Regions from separate parts of the Pan troglodytes genome. Here region 1 is linked to region 2. A link is a contact called in public Hi-C data. All regions are on one chromosome and are shown on one strand. The core of a region is the stretch at or near the end of the contact, and the rest is flanking DNA. Distances in the headings are between cores, read along the strand shown. Region 1 has its middle 14 kb from the start of TACC1. Region 2 has its middle 36 kb from the start of LINC03042.

Evidence for each region. A called contact is a pair of places that touch in the nucleus more often than the background predicts.
Region 1: a Hi-C map of induced pluripotent stem cells shows a contact between it and region 2, with 2.7 times the contacts expected there. The contact joins two enhancer-like sites. A contact is called at or near these places in 2 of 7 Hi-C or Micro-C datasets (both in induced pluripotent stem cells).

What each region holds. Positions count from the first base shown.
Region 1 is chr7:47,110,324-47,116,131 of NHGRI_mPanTro3-v2.0_pri, forward strand. No RefSeq gene overlaps it. Among named protein-coding and RNA genes, the nearest start is that of TACC1, 14 kb to the right of the region's middle. Within about 2 kb of position 1,563, at least 5 of the 24 cell types and tissues checked have an H3K27ac peak or open chromatin away from gene starts, as enhancers often do. A contact at or near this core is called in induced pluripotent stem cells, where this site is marked.
Region 2 is chr7:46,962,595-46,968,772 of NHGRI_mPanTro3-v2.0_pri, forward strand. No RefSeq gene overlaps it. Among named protein-coding and RNA genes, the nearest start is that of LINC03042, 36 kb to the left of the region's middle. Within about 2 kb of position 2,962, at least 5 of the 24 cell types and tissues checked have an H3K27ac peak or open chromatin away from gene starts, as enhancers often do. A contact at or near this core is called in induced pluripotent stem cells, where this site is marked.

The DNA.
Region 1 (5,808 bases), core at 313-2,812, 150 kb after region 2:
GAGCATTGAGGTCAGAGCTCTGCCATCACCCTGCTGTTTTGCATCATGCATAACACCTGCCTTCTCTCAGGCCTCCTTGAAAATGCTCCCCACTATCCGCAGCTGAACCCCTAGTATAGAGACATGACCCTGGCCACTTCCAGAATGGATTTACAGCGTAGCCACAATAAAATAAGGTGGACTAGTCCAGGTGTGGTGGCTTACGCCTATAATCCCAGCACTTTGGGAGGCTGAGGTGGGTGGATCACCTGAGGTCAAGAGTTCGAGACCAGCCTGACCAACATGGTGAAACCCCATCTCTGCTAAAAATGCAAAAATTAGCCAGGCATGGTGGTGGGTGCCTGTAGTCCCAGCTACTTGGGAGGCTGAGGCAGGAGAATCGCTTGAACCCAGAAGGCAGAGGTTGCAGTGAGCTGAGATGGTGTTGCGTACTCCAGCCTGGGCAACAAGAGCGAAACTCATTCTTAAATAAATAAATAAATAAAATAAGATGGACTAGAGGAACTAGGATTGGAGAGGGAACTACTTTTAAATCATAATATTCTACATGTGGTATACCCTGCTTTTTTTTTTTTTTTTTTAAGAGACCCAGTCTTGCTCTGTCACCCAGGCTGGAGTGCAGTGGCATGATCTTGGCTCACTGCAGCCTTGATCTCCTGGGCTCAAGAGAGCCTCCCGCCTCAGCCCCACAAGTAGCTGGAACTATAGGCATGCACCACCATACCTGGCTATTTTTTTTTTTTTTTTTTTAGAGATGTGGTTCCACCTTGTTGCCCAGGCTGGTCTCAAACTCCTGAGCTCAGGCAATCCTCCCGCCTCCACCTCCCCAAGTGCTGGGATTACAGGAGTGAGCCACCATGCCTGGACTACCCTGCCTTCTTTAGGTGGTCTTAGAAACTAAAAATATGTTTCTCACTTTTCTGACCTCAAATTAGTTTGAACCTCCTCCTACATCCTTTTTTATTTAACTCCCCGTTTGTACAATCTGACCCTCTTCATGAAATGAGACACCGAGAGGCTGATTATCTCTTTCTCTCCTCTCTCTCTGCTTTAGGAGGCATGCTTTCTCTTTAAGCCCGACATCAAAGCAGTAGCTATGACGTCCTCCGAATTCTCTGTGATGCTGTTTTCAGGAAGGCCTCCTGGGTAGGGTGGAGCCGGGCCTAACTTATCGTGGTGATGATTCCTGCTCTGGAGGGGCATCGCTGGGTCAGGATACCTGGGCATGTAAGCCATAGGCACTGGTGGTGGCTGGGAAGGGCAGCAAGTTCCCTAGACATGGGACTTTCGGGGCCGAGATGGCTCAAGAACACTGTGGGGGGTCCTGTCTGAATGTGAGAGTCCAGAGTGTCACCAGAGCAGCCAGGTGTGGGCTGCAGCACCGGGGCAATTGTGTTCATTCCTCATCGTGGGGCCTCTCATCCCACCCCAGGACAGGATAAAAGAGTGTCATGGAAGTTTTGCAACTTGGCTGGATGATTTGCTCACCGCATGTGGGCCACATTGTCCTGCCCCTCCTGGCAGATCTTTGGCTCTGGAAGTGGTGTGGCACTCACTCCCCATCGCTGGCTCACTGCAGGCCTTCCCTCCTGGCAGCTCTGCTCTGGGGCCTGCCTGCCCAGGCCTGATTAATGCAGCCCAGTTTCCTCCAAAGATGCCTTGGAGGTGGAGGTGGGGGGGCGCTCAGTGAAGTCATTCTCACAGCCTAATTGACTGATCATTTTTATTTCTCCTTTGCTGTGGACTTCCTGTTTATTGCTCCTTCCAGCTTATGTGAAGCCATTTGCAGCCACATGATGTTTTAAGATTCTCTTTATTCAGGGATAGTCAAGAGACAAAACTGGAGTCTGCCTGGAAAAACAAAAGAGGCAATAGTTCCAGAGCATTCAGGCTCTGATTCCTCCGTTGCGGGGGTGGCTGCCGACTGCTTTGCCCTGCGATGTGATGATTGCCAGTTATTAAGCCTGTCTGGTGGAGGGGGGAAGCCAAGTGAGGAAAACAACAATAAAAGGAAATAAATGGTTCTGAGGGACTGAGAACCGTGCAGACCAGAAAACACACACATACACACCAAAAGAAAACAAAACAAAAAAGCTCCTGCACTCTGTTTAGAGTTCATAGCCAGGAGGATAAACACCACTTAATTTGCAAACAATTACCATTTGGAGATGATAAAAAAAATTAAATATCACTGGAAGAAAAGTTTACACAGAAATTGCCAGATCATGTGCTGGGAACATTTGTGAATTCCTCCCCAGCCGCCTCCTGGACAACAGTTCACGGCTAGACTCCACGGCATCTATTCCATGGCTGGTTTGGTTTAGTGGCTCTCAAACCAGGCCAATGTTGTTACCTTCTCCTTCTACCTCCCCCAAACATTTGGCAATGTTTGTAGACATTTTCTGTTGTCACAACTGAGACGGGGAGTGAGGACTGCTAGCAATTTGGTGTAGAGGCCAGGGATTCTGGACAGCCCCTCACAATGCACAGGACAGCCCCCCACAGTAACAAAAATTTCCAGTCCAAAATGTCAGGAGTGCCCAAATTGAGCAAGACTGGTAGGAAGGTATCCAAGGGCAGAAAGGAAAACACAGAGTTGAACTGGGCTTGAGTTCTAGCTTTCTCCTTGGAAGAAGTCGTGGTAAAGGCAGGAGGTCCACCCAGGAAGTTCCAGACTTCCTGGAAACACACTAGGCCAGTAAGGTCTATGGAACTGTATTCTTGTCTTGGTATGATCAGGATGTCTCCGTCTTCTAAAATCTAGGTGAAGTTGGCTGGGTGCAGTGGCTCACGCCGGTAATCCCAGCACTTTGGGAGGCTGAGCCAGGCGGATCACGAGGTCAGGAGATCGAGACCATCCTGGCTAATATGGTGAAACCCCGCCTCTACTAAAAATACAAAAAATTAGCTGGGCATGGTGGCACACACCTGTAGTCCCAGCTACTTGAGAGGCTGAGGCAGGAGAATCACTTGAACCCTGGAGGCGGAGGTTGCAGTGAGCTGAGATTGTGCCACGGCACTCCAGCCTGGGCAACAGAGCGAGATTCCATCTCAAAAAACAAAACAAAACAAACAAAAACAAAAAACTAGGTGAAGACGTGGACACCCATCACTAACCAGCTAGTGGTCCAAATGCGTCCGATGTCCATGTGTGTGCAGCCACTGCCCTCTAGGGGCAGAATTGTGTGCGGCCGCTCACCACGGGTGTGTGTTTTGAGGCTGCACCATAAACCCTCAAGGCTCCTTCTTCACTCTAGGGGTCTAGGGGAAAGAGTCCTAATTGTATGGTTAGCTTTAGCTCTACCATTTGCTCACAGTGGCAAACCTCGTAACTTCTCTGAGCCCCAGGCGTGCCCTTTGTTCTTCACAGGTCATGGGAATCTCACGAAAGCATGGATGAGGAGACACTGTGTATTAAACCATCGCACAAATAAATGTCCATTGCTGAGGCACCTCTGGAATCTGATGGTCAGAGATGTCCAATCATTAACAAATAGGCATTGAGGGCTTATGCACATGACGAGGTCCATGGTGGGCAGAGAAAGGTGTGATTTCAGATGGTGTAAATTGCTATGAAAAGATCATACGGGACAAGGGGACACAGAATGGTTGGGGTGGTGCAGTATGGATGCCACATCAGTTATTCAGGGTGGCCAGAGAAGGCCTTTCTATAAGGAGGTACCCAGGAGGCATGAAAGAAGGAACTACCCTTGGAACAGGGCAATAGGGGCCCCTGTCCTGGGCCTGGGGATTTGGAGGACCCCAACCACTCTGATTATTTAACACGGTTCAGACTCCAGGGAAACGCTTCTCCACCACCTCGTCCTAATGCCGTCAAGGTTGTGGGTGGTGCCGGAGAGAATTTGTGTGGCGAAAGTGCTTAGGTGAGAGAAAGGACAAATTAACTAATTTGTTCAAACCTTTCTCAAAACAGCATCAGAGCACTAGATTATTGCATAAAGAAGAATTGTTTCCCAGAGTTCTGAGAATCTGTCTTTTTCTTCTCTTTGTGTTCTGGAGATGCTCATGGATTAAAGAGGTATTTAGGATGTTTACACATGATGGATGAGGAACATTTGCAATGTCAAGTAATTCGCATTTCTCTTAAATGTGTATGTATGTTGGTTTAGATGTAAGATGCTCAAAGCATACCAATTATTTACCTTGACAGCACTGAACACCAAAATTGAGACACGTTTTCTCTTTTGTTTGTTTTGAGACAGGGTCTCCTTATGTTGCCCATGCTGGAGTGCAATGGCACAATCATGACTCACTGCAGCCTTGACCTCCTGGGCTCCAGTAATCCTCCTGCCTCAGCCTCCCCAGTAGCTGGGACCACAGGCATGCGCCACCACACCTAGTTACTTTTTAATTTTTTTGTGGAGACAGAGTCTCACTATGTTGCCCAGGCTGGTCTCAAACTTTTGGGCTCAAGTGATCCTCCTGCCTCGGCTTCCCAAAGTGCTAGGATTACAGGTGTGAGTCACCATGCTCAGCCTGAGAATTTTTTTAAATAGTAAGAATATCTAATATAATTTAGCTAGATTTTCCAAAAGAATTTTTCAGCTTTATTTAAATAATTGTAATTTAAACTTTTCATATTCACTAATTAGAACACATATTTGTTTAATTATAAATAATGTTGAATACCTGAGAAAAATAACTTTTTTGAAATGATATATGAAAACTATTTTAATTTTCAAATATTTACTTTCAGTTATATTTTAATGATAATATATTTTAATTTTTTACACTTTGAGGACAATAACATTTTAAAAAATATTTTATATCATTCATCTCAATATAACACAATTATTTGAAAATGATTATATTAGTGATTACATCGAAATGAAACAAAAAAATAAACTTTGTGGAATAAACATATAAGTCATAGATAATACATATGTCTCTATTTTTATTACTCATTCAAATATCACCAACCAGTCAACAGAACAGTTAAATATGCACAGTAATAAATTTAATTTTCTTTTGTATTTTGCTAACTTGCAGTCATCAAAACCATGTGTTTACACATATTTTTCAATTTTGTCATTATGAAGGCATTTGACATGTTAAGAGGCTGGAACATGTTTTATGTGATAGGTTTTAGAGTGATCTATAACTTTTAAATACTTGGAGATATGGTTTATGGGTTTCCATTCCAGCCCTTGTTCCTGGACCCCACTAGTGTTAGAGGTTGGGGTGTGTATGAAGATCTGGAGAAAAAGGTAATAACACGTTCTAAGCCATGAAAGAGCAAAATGCTTGGCCTGTGTGAGGGACAGAAAGGCCAGAGTGCCTGGGCCTTGGACAGAGGTTGAGAGGTAAGCAGGGGCCGTGCCAATGTGGTAAGGAGTTTGGATCTCACTGGACTAGCAATGGAAACTGATTGGAGGGTTTTCAACGGGAGATGATGGTCCTGTCTGCTCTCTAGAGAATGGTCTTTAGGGGAACAAGAGTAGATGCAAGAGAACAAGGGAGGGGGCTGTTGCATTCGCTCTGACATGATGACATGACTTTCACCTGAGTTTTAGCAGTGGCGGTGATGATATGCGGGCAGATAGGGGACATATTTGAAGGAAGAGAGGATTGAATTTGCTGACAGACTGCGTGTGAGAGGCGGGGAAAGGAGACAATGGTTTCCAGGTCTTCGGTGTGTGCAACTGAGTGGATGGTGGAGGGAACCCTAGAGAGAGAAGTGGGGAAGTACAGAATACCTTGTATTTGGAACGCAAGTCCTGCTTTTGTAGAAGTACATGTGTTACTAATAATGGCTAGAGGAGAAACTAACACGGTAGGATCAATTTC
Region 2 (6,178 bases), core at 1,712-4,211:
CTGCTTTTACTTGAGGAATCTACCCCTCTGTCTATGTGCTTTGTGGAAAATCAACTCTATCCTAAGCTCCAAGTCTGGGGAAAATGGATTTGGCATAAGCAATAAAAGCCATAGAAATTGGTTCAGAGGTGAAGATGTTACCAAATTCAAGACAATCAGTTTGGGAAAAAAATTTATTTGCAGTTTCTAGGTAAGATGTTTCTTTGATGTACTGAGAGGTCTCTGGGTATGATGGCCTGTTCCCTCTGGATTTGGAGGGGGAAGTAAGAAACCTGGGTGTTTTGGCCGCTGGCATTATAATAAAGCTAATCCTGCAGAAGGCAGAGCTGAAGGACAGAGAGAAACTGGATCCTTGATGCCATTGGTAGAGCGGTTGAATCAAATTGAACCTGAAGCCAGATCTGGCCCTGTGTTTCCAGTCACATGTCCCTGTAAATCACTTTTACTATTTAGGTCAGTTTGAATTGGCTTTGTTGTTACATGCGGAAAAGTCCTAATGCACTCCCTCTTTTTCTGCCCTGATTTTTTCTTCTCTCTCTTATTGTTCCTTTCCCCTTCCCTTTCTGTTATATGAGGGTGTGCCTCTGTGACTTATCCTCATTGTCATTTACAAACTGAATGACCTCATTTATGACTGCAGTTTGCCATTGTCTTCCAAATCTGTAATGTTCAAGGTCTAGGCAGGAATACCTAACAGTTTTTTTTTTCTTCTCTTCTCTTCTTTCTTTTCCTTTCTTTTCTTTTCTTTCTTTCTCTCTTTCTTTCTTTCTTTCTTTCTTTTTTTTTTAGACAGGGTCTCACTTTGTCACTCAGGCTGGAGTACAGTGTTGTGATCATGGTTCACTGCAGCCTCAATCTCCTGTCCCACTTCAGCCTTCTGAGTAGCTGGTACCACAGGCGTGGGCCATTATGTCTAGCTAATTTTTTATTTTTTGTATAAGTGGGGTTTCACCATGTTGCCCAGGGTGGTCTCAAACTCCTGGGCTCAAGCAATCCTCCCACCTCTGCCTCCCAAAGTACTGGGATTACAGGGGTGAACCACCATGCCCAGCCCTCTAACAGCTTTCTAGCATCTCTTATTCGTCCCACAAAAAACCCCAAGAAACTCAGCAAGTTCAAAATTGAACAGTTTTATTACTCCCCGGGAACCTGCTCCTTGTCTTCCCTTCTCTGCCTTTGTGAACAGCTCGGCTGTCCTTCCTGCTGCTGGAGCCAGGTGCTGGGCATCATCCTCCTTCTTGCATGCCTTCCACACTGTCACCCCATCCTGTTGATGCCCCTTCCTGAACCCATCAGATCGGCCCCTCTGTCCCATCCCCACCTTCACTGCTTTGGTTCAGGTGCCCATCACCTCTCACTAGACAACGGCAGGTCCTCCAACATGGCGTCCTCCAGTCGCCCCCCCTCACCGAGGCCAGGCATTTTCCAACACGTACATCTGACCACTCACGGCCCCTGCCTGAAGCCCTTTGGTGGGTTCCCCTTTTCTTTCTGAGCTCCAGCTTCCAGAATCATGGCTGTGCCAGTTCTTCTAATCTTCTGGAAGGTTCTAGGTGTTGCTTCCAGGCCTTTGCCTTGCTGTCTCTCCTGTGTTTAGCCTTGCCCTCCTCCTCCCCATTCCCCTTTCTCCAGGTGAGCTCTTCCTGTCTCGAGGCCGGCGTGCTCCTCCTGTGTCCAAGAAGACTTCCATGCCGACTCCTCTCCTGGTTTACCCTGTGTTAGGTTTTGAGGCTGTGAGCTTTTTGAGGGTAAGGACAGAGACCCCCAGCCTCCCCCACGATGTCCCACCCTCAAAGTGCCAACTCTACCGCCTGCCACTGCAGCTGTGAGCTCAGGGAGGATAATGTGGCCCTTACCTCCGTACCTCAGTCCACAGCTCAGCACTTGGCCCGTAGGAAGTGCTCACTAGACAGTCAGCGAAGTGAATGAAAGGACAAATGAAGGAATGAGTGGACTGGAGCTCGGGCCTGGGTGCTTCCCCCGGGAGCCCACTCCCTGCAGTGGCGACCTTGTCTGTGAGGGCAGCAGCCGGAGCTGAGCCTCCCCTGTAGGGAGAACACTGTAAAGTATCTAAGGCCTTCCTGGGGTGCTCCCCCATGCCTAGGGTCACTGCAGGTGACGATTCCAAGGAGTGACTCTCCTCTCCAGGTTGAGACGGGAGGGAGCGGCAGTGAGGACCCTGGAGGTCACCCCGGTAGCAGCTGCAGGTGTGAAGAGGAACCAGGAGTTATTGTCCTCACTACCAGGTTCACTAGGGGGAATTCTGGGGCAGTGAAGACCACTTTGATCCCTAGAATTCCCAGGAAAATGCTTTTTGCTGCCTTTGGGGCAGATACAGGGAAACTTCTAGGCTATTAGGGGTGCCAGGAAGGGGAGCAGAGACAGGCGCTTTAGAAGGAAAGAAGCTCTGTTTGTCCTCTCTGCCCCTCCCCTATTCAAGGGCCTGGCGCCGCCTCCCTCATGAGGCCTTCCCTGACCACCAGCTGCCCCCCACCAGCCCCCCACCGGCCCCCACCGCCTCACCCCGCCACCGTCACTCCCTTTGGTTTGGGGGAGTGGGCCACTCCCTTTCTCTTTTAGGCAGGTCTGGAGGCCTGCGTGCTTGAGGCTTCCACATGCTTATGGGTTCAAAGCGGGAATGTAGGCGTGGGGGAGCCTGGCTCTGATCAGCTGATCCCAGGGCAGCCACGGCTGGCAAGAGGGCACCAGTTTTGAATTATGAGTTCTGAATGATGATGGAAACGACTGATAATAACAACCACATGATGGGGACTCACTGTGATGCCTTAATCCTCTCTCCAGCAGGCCATCTTAATGAGGTTGCGTTCTGTGGGGCAGGCGGGATTTTCAATGAGTGTCTGAGAGCCCCCACCTCCAGCTCCTCCTCCCACTCCTGCAGTCGGACGTGGCAGGAGACTTCTCAGCATGGCCTCAGCCTCAGCCTCAGCCTCAGCGGCAGGGTACTCAGAGGGCCTGGGGGAGGGGAGGCAGGAGGCAGAGCTCTGACACTCCGCAGTAGTACCACCCTTCCCTGTGCTCCCACCCATCGTGCAGGGGAGGCCTTGCTTTCTGGTCACCAGGGAAGCGAGGAGGCATCGGCCCAGGACAGTAGAGAACTGGGGCAGGAAGGAGCCTGGGAGAAGCAGAAGTCAATAATCAGCAGATCAGGAGCCATGTGGAGCAGCCTCCGTCTGCCCGGCAGCCCAGATGTAGCTTCAGTGACCGCCCAGGGCCTCTCTCCACTCCGGTGGCTGCTGTGCTCCTGCCCAGGGCCCACGGGTGCAGCAGCTGTGTGTCATCCCTGCCCTTCCTCCTCCTCCCTCCCTGTCTCCCTCCTCCCTGCCTCCTTCCTGCCTTCACCATCTCTAAGCACCTACCTTTATCTCCAAGGAAGAAAGCTCATAGAATGACTATTTCCAGGGACATTTGAATTTTATGAGTGCTTCTCAAGCCCCAAAGGCAAAGGGAATGAAATCATATTCGTGGAATCTGACAGGCTGTTTTGGAGGGGACTAGAAGACAGGAGGGCCTCCTAGGCTCCACTCTGAATAGACACGCCTAGATCATCCCTCCCTCCCTCCTTCCTCGTTTCTCTTCCAGGGGTTTCCCTGGGCTAGGCCCTGGGCTTGACACTGGGATGCAAAGGGACTGAGTCCTGGCCTGAAGGAAGGCCTCGCTCCTGCCAACCCTGCAGAAAGTGCTGCTTTTCCCAGAGGAGAGAGCAGGGCTCCTGCTGGAGATGGCGTTGGGAGTGAATTCTCTACTCTCTCATGGTCTGTCTGATGAGCTCCCTCTGGAGTCGGTTCAGCCCTGGTGAACCGGGGGTTCCCAGTCCCAGTTTCCTTAGAGTCAGCTTTGTCAGGGCTCTGGCGACTGTGGAAGGATTTGTGGCTAGAGGCTGACCCAGGGCCTGGTGGACTGACCGAACCAGGGCCTGGTTTAAGTGTGGTCAGGCTCCTGTGCACGCTCAGAGCTGGGGACAGGGGGACCTCTGATGTCCTCCCTAAGACACAGTGAGCCCCAGAACCTCTCAGCTCTGTGCTCCCCTGGCTTCGGTGACTTGGAAAAGGCTGGTGAGGGGTAAAAAACAGAGAGTTTGGTCTGGCCCCAGGCAGGTTCCCTGAGCAGCTGCAGGCTGTGGCCTCTTGTTCTCTGTGGGCCTGAATGCAGCCGGTGAAGTGAGCCCTCAATCCCAGGACAGCTCTGCCAGCGCTCACCAGCCCCTGCACACAGTCCCACAAGGAGATTCTGCTCTGTCCTCATCCTGTCTCTGAAGACCCTTCCTCTCTGTGGCCCACAGGACTGGCTACATAATTTGCTAAGCCCAGTACAAAATGAAAACGCAAGATTCCTCCTTAAAAAATTAAGAATCTCAAGATAGCAACAGCAGAACATTAAACCAAGTGTGGGGCCCTTCTGAGTGCCACAGAGCTAGCTCTGGCTGCCCAATATTTACTTCTCAAAGGGGGACTGTGGAAACATCACGGGAACAACTCTAAATGGGAATTCTCAGGCCCTGGTGACAGGCGGCAGAGGAGTTAGGCCCACCTGATACTCTCAAATTGCACCCTGGGGACTAGGGACCACCCACACCAATTCCCACCGTAAAAGGTAGCTTCTTTTGCTTTTCCTCTTTCCTGTATTCTGCTGTGGGTATTATTCCTGTATTTCATGTCAGGGGTACAAGGAAGGAGGGTGTGTGTATGTGTGTGTGTGTGTGTTGGAGAGAGAGGAGCAGGTGGAGGAGGAGGGATGGGATGGAGTTTGGTTTTCTATTAACCTCTGTCCCACTGCTGTTCCTTCGGGGTGTGTTGTGTGCAGTTCTTGTTGTTCCGGTGACCCACGGCTCCAGGTACAGTCTCTTTCCTGCTTTCTTCTCTCCACAGTGGACCCTGCTCATCCTCCCAGCTGCTTGGAAGGGAAGATAAACACTGCAGAGTGCAGGAGCGCTCATGCTGAGAGCAGAGAGAGAGGTTTAATGGGCTTGTTATCAGGCACCTGCTGAGCAGTCCTTCTCCCAAGAAGACAGGACTCAGAGATAAATGACCTGGCCCGAGCAGCCTCCTGGTGAGAAGAGAAATGCCTGGAACAGGAAGTGGTGAATCCATAGACCAGGCAGGTCATAGGGGCAGGCAAAGATTTGCGGGGAGAAAAGCAGCCCTCCTTCTGCACAGTTGTCAACCATCCAAGGTACCAATCAATCTAGAAATATTTGCTGCAGGTCTTCTGGGCTCCCAGTGTTGTAGAGAATGCAGAGAGGTACCCATCTGGTCCCTGCCTCCAATGAGCTCACCATCTAGTTGGGAGACCCGACCAGCCTCACCTCCTTGAGGATTGGGGCTGCGAGCTGTTCACCTGGCAGGGCCTGGCCCATGGAGGAGACTGAAGAAAAACTGATCAACTGAATGAATTAAACTGAAACACTGGTAGCAAGGAGTAGAAACAATGACCTCTTCAGAGTTCAGACAAGGAGATTCAGAATGACAAAAGAGAGCATTCAGCTGATTGAAGGTGGGACACTGCAAAAAAAAAAAAAAAAAAAAAAAAAAAGCCAGGCATGGTGGTGGGCGCCTATAATCCCAGCTAGTTGGGAGGCTGAGGCACGAGAATTGCTTGAACCCCAGAGGTGGAGGTTGCAGTGAGCCGAGAGCCAAGATCATGCCATTGCACTCCAGCCTGGGAGACAGAGTGAGACCTTGTTTCAAAACAAACAAACAAAAAAGAGGCCAGGCATGGTGGCTAACACCTGTAATCCTAGCACTTTGGGAGGCCAAGGTGGGCAGATGACTTGAGGTCAGGAGTTCGAGACCATCCTAGCCAACATGGTGAAACTCTGTCTCTCCCCCAAAATACAACAAACAAACAAACAAACAAAAAACCTGGAGGTGGTGGCATGTGCCTGTAATCCCAGCTACTCAGGAGGCTGAGGCATGAGCATTGCTTGAACCTAGGAGCCAGAGGTTGCAGTGAGCCGAGATCATGCCACTGCACCCCAGCCTGGGTGACAGAGTGAGACCTTGTCTCAAAAAACAAACAACAAAAAAAGAAGAAAGGTGGACACTATTAAAGAGATAGGTTTCGAGTTGCATCTTGAGGATTTGGATTGTGAGGAGCTGGAGAAAGTGGGGTGTCAGGCAATGCAGGGTAGAGATTGAATGCTGACATGTTGGTGTTAGGA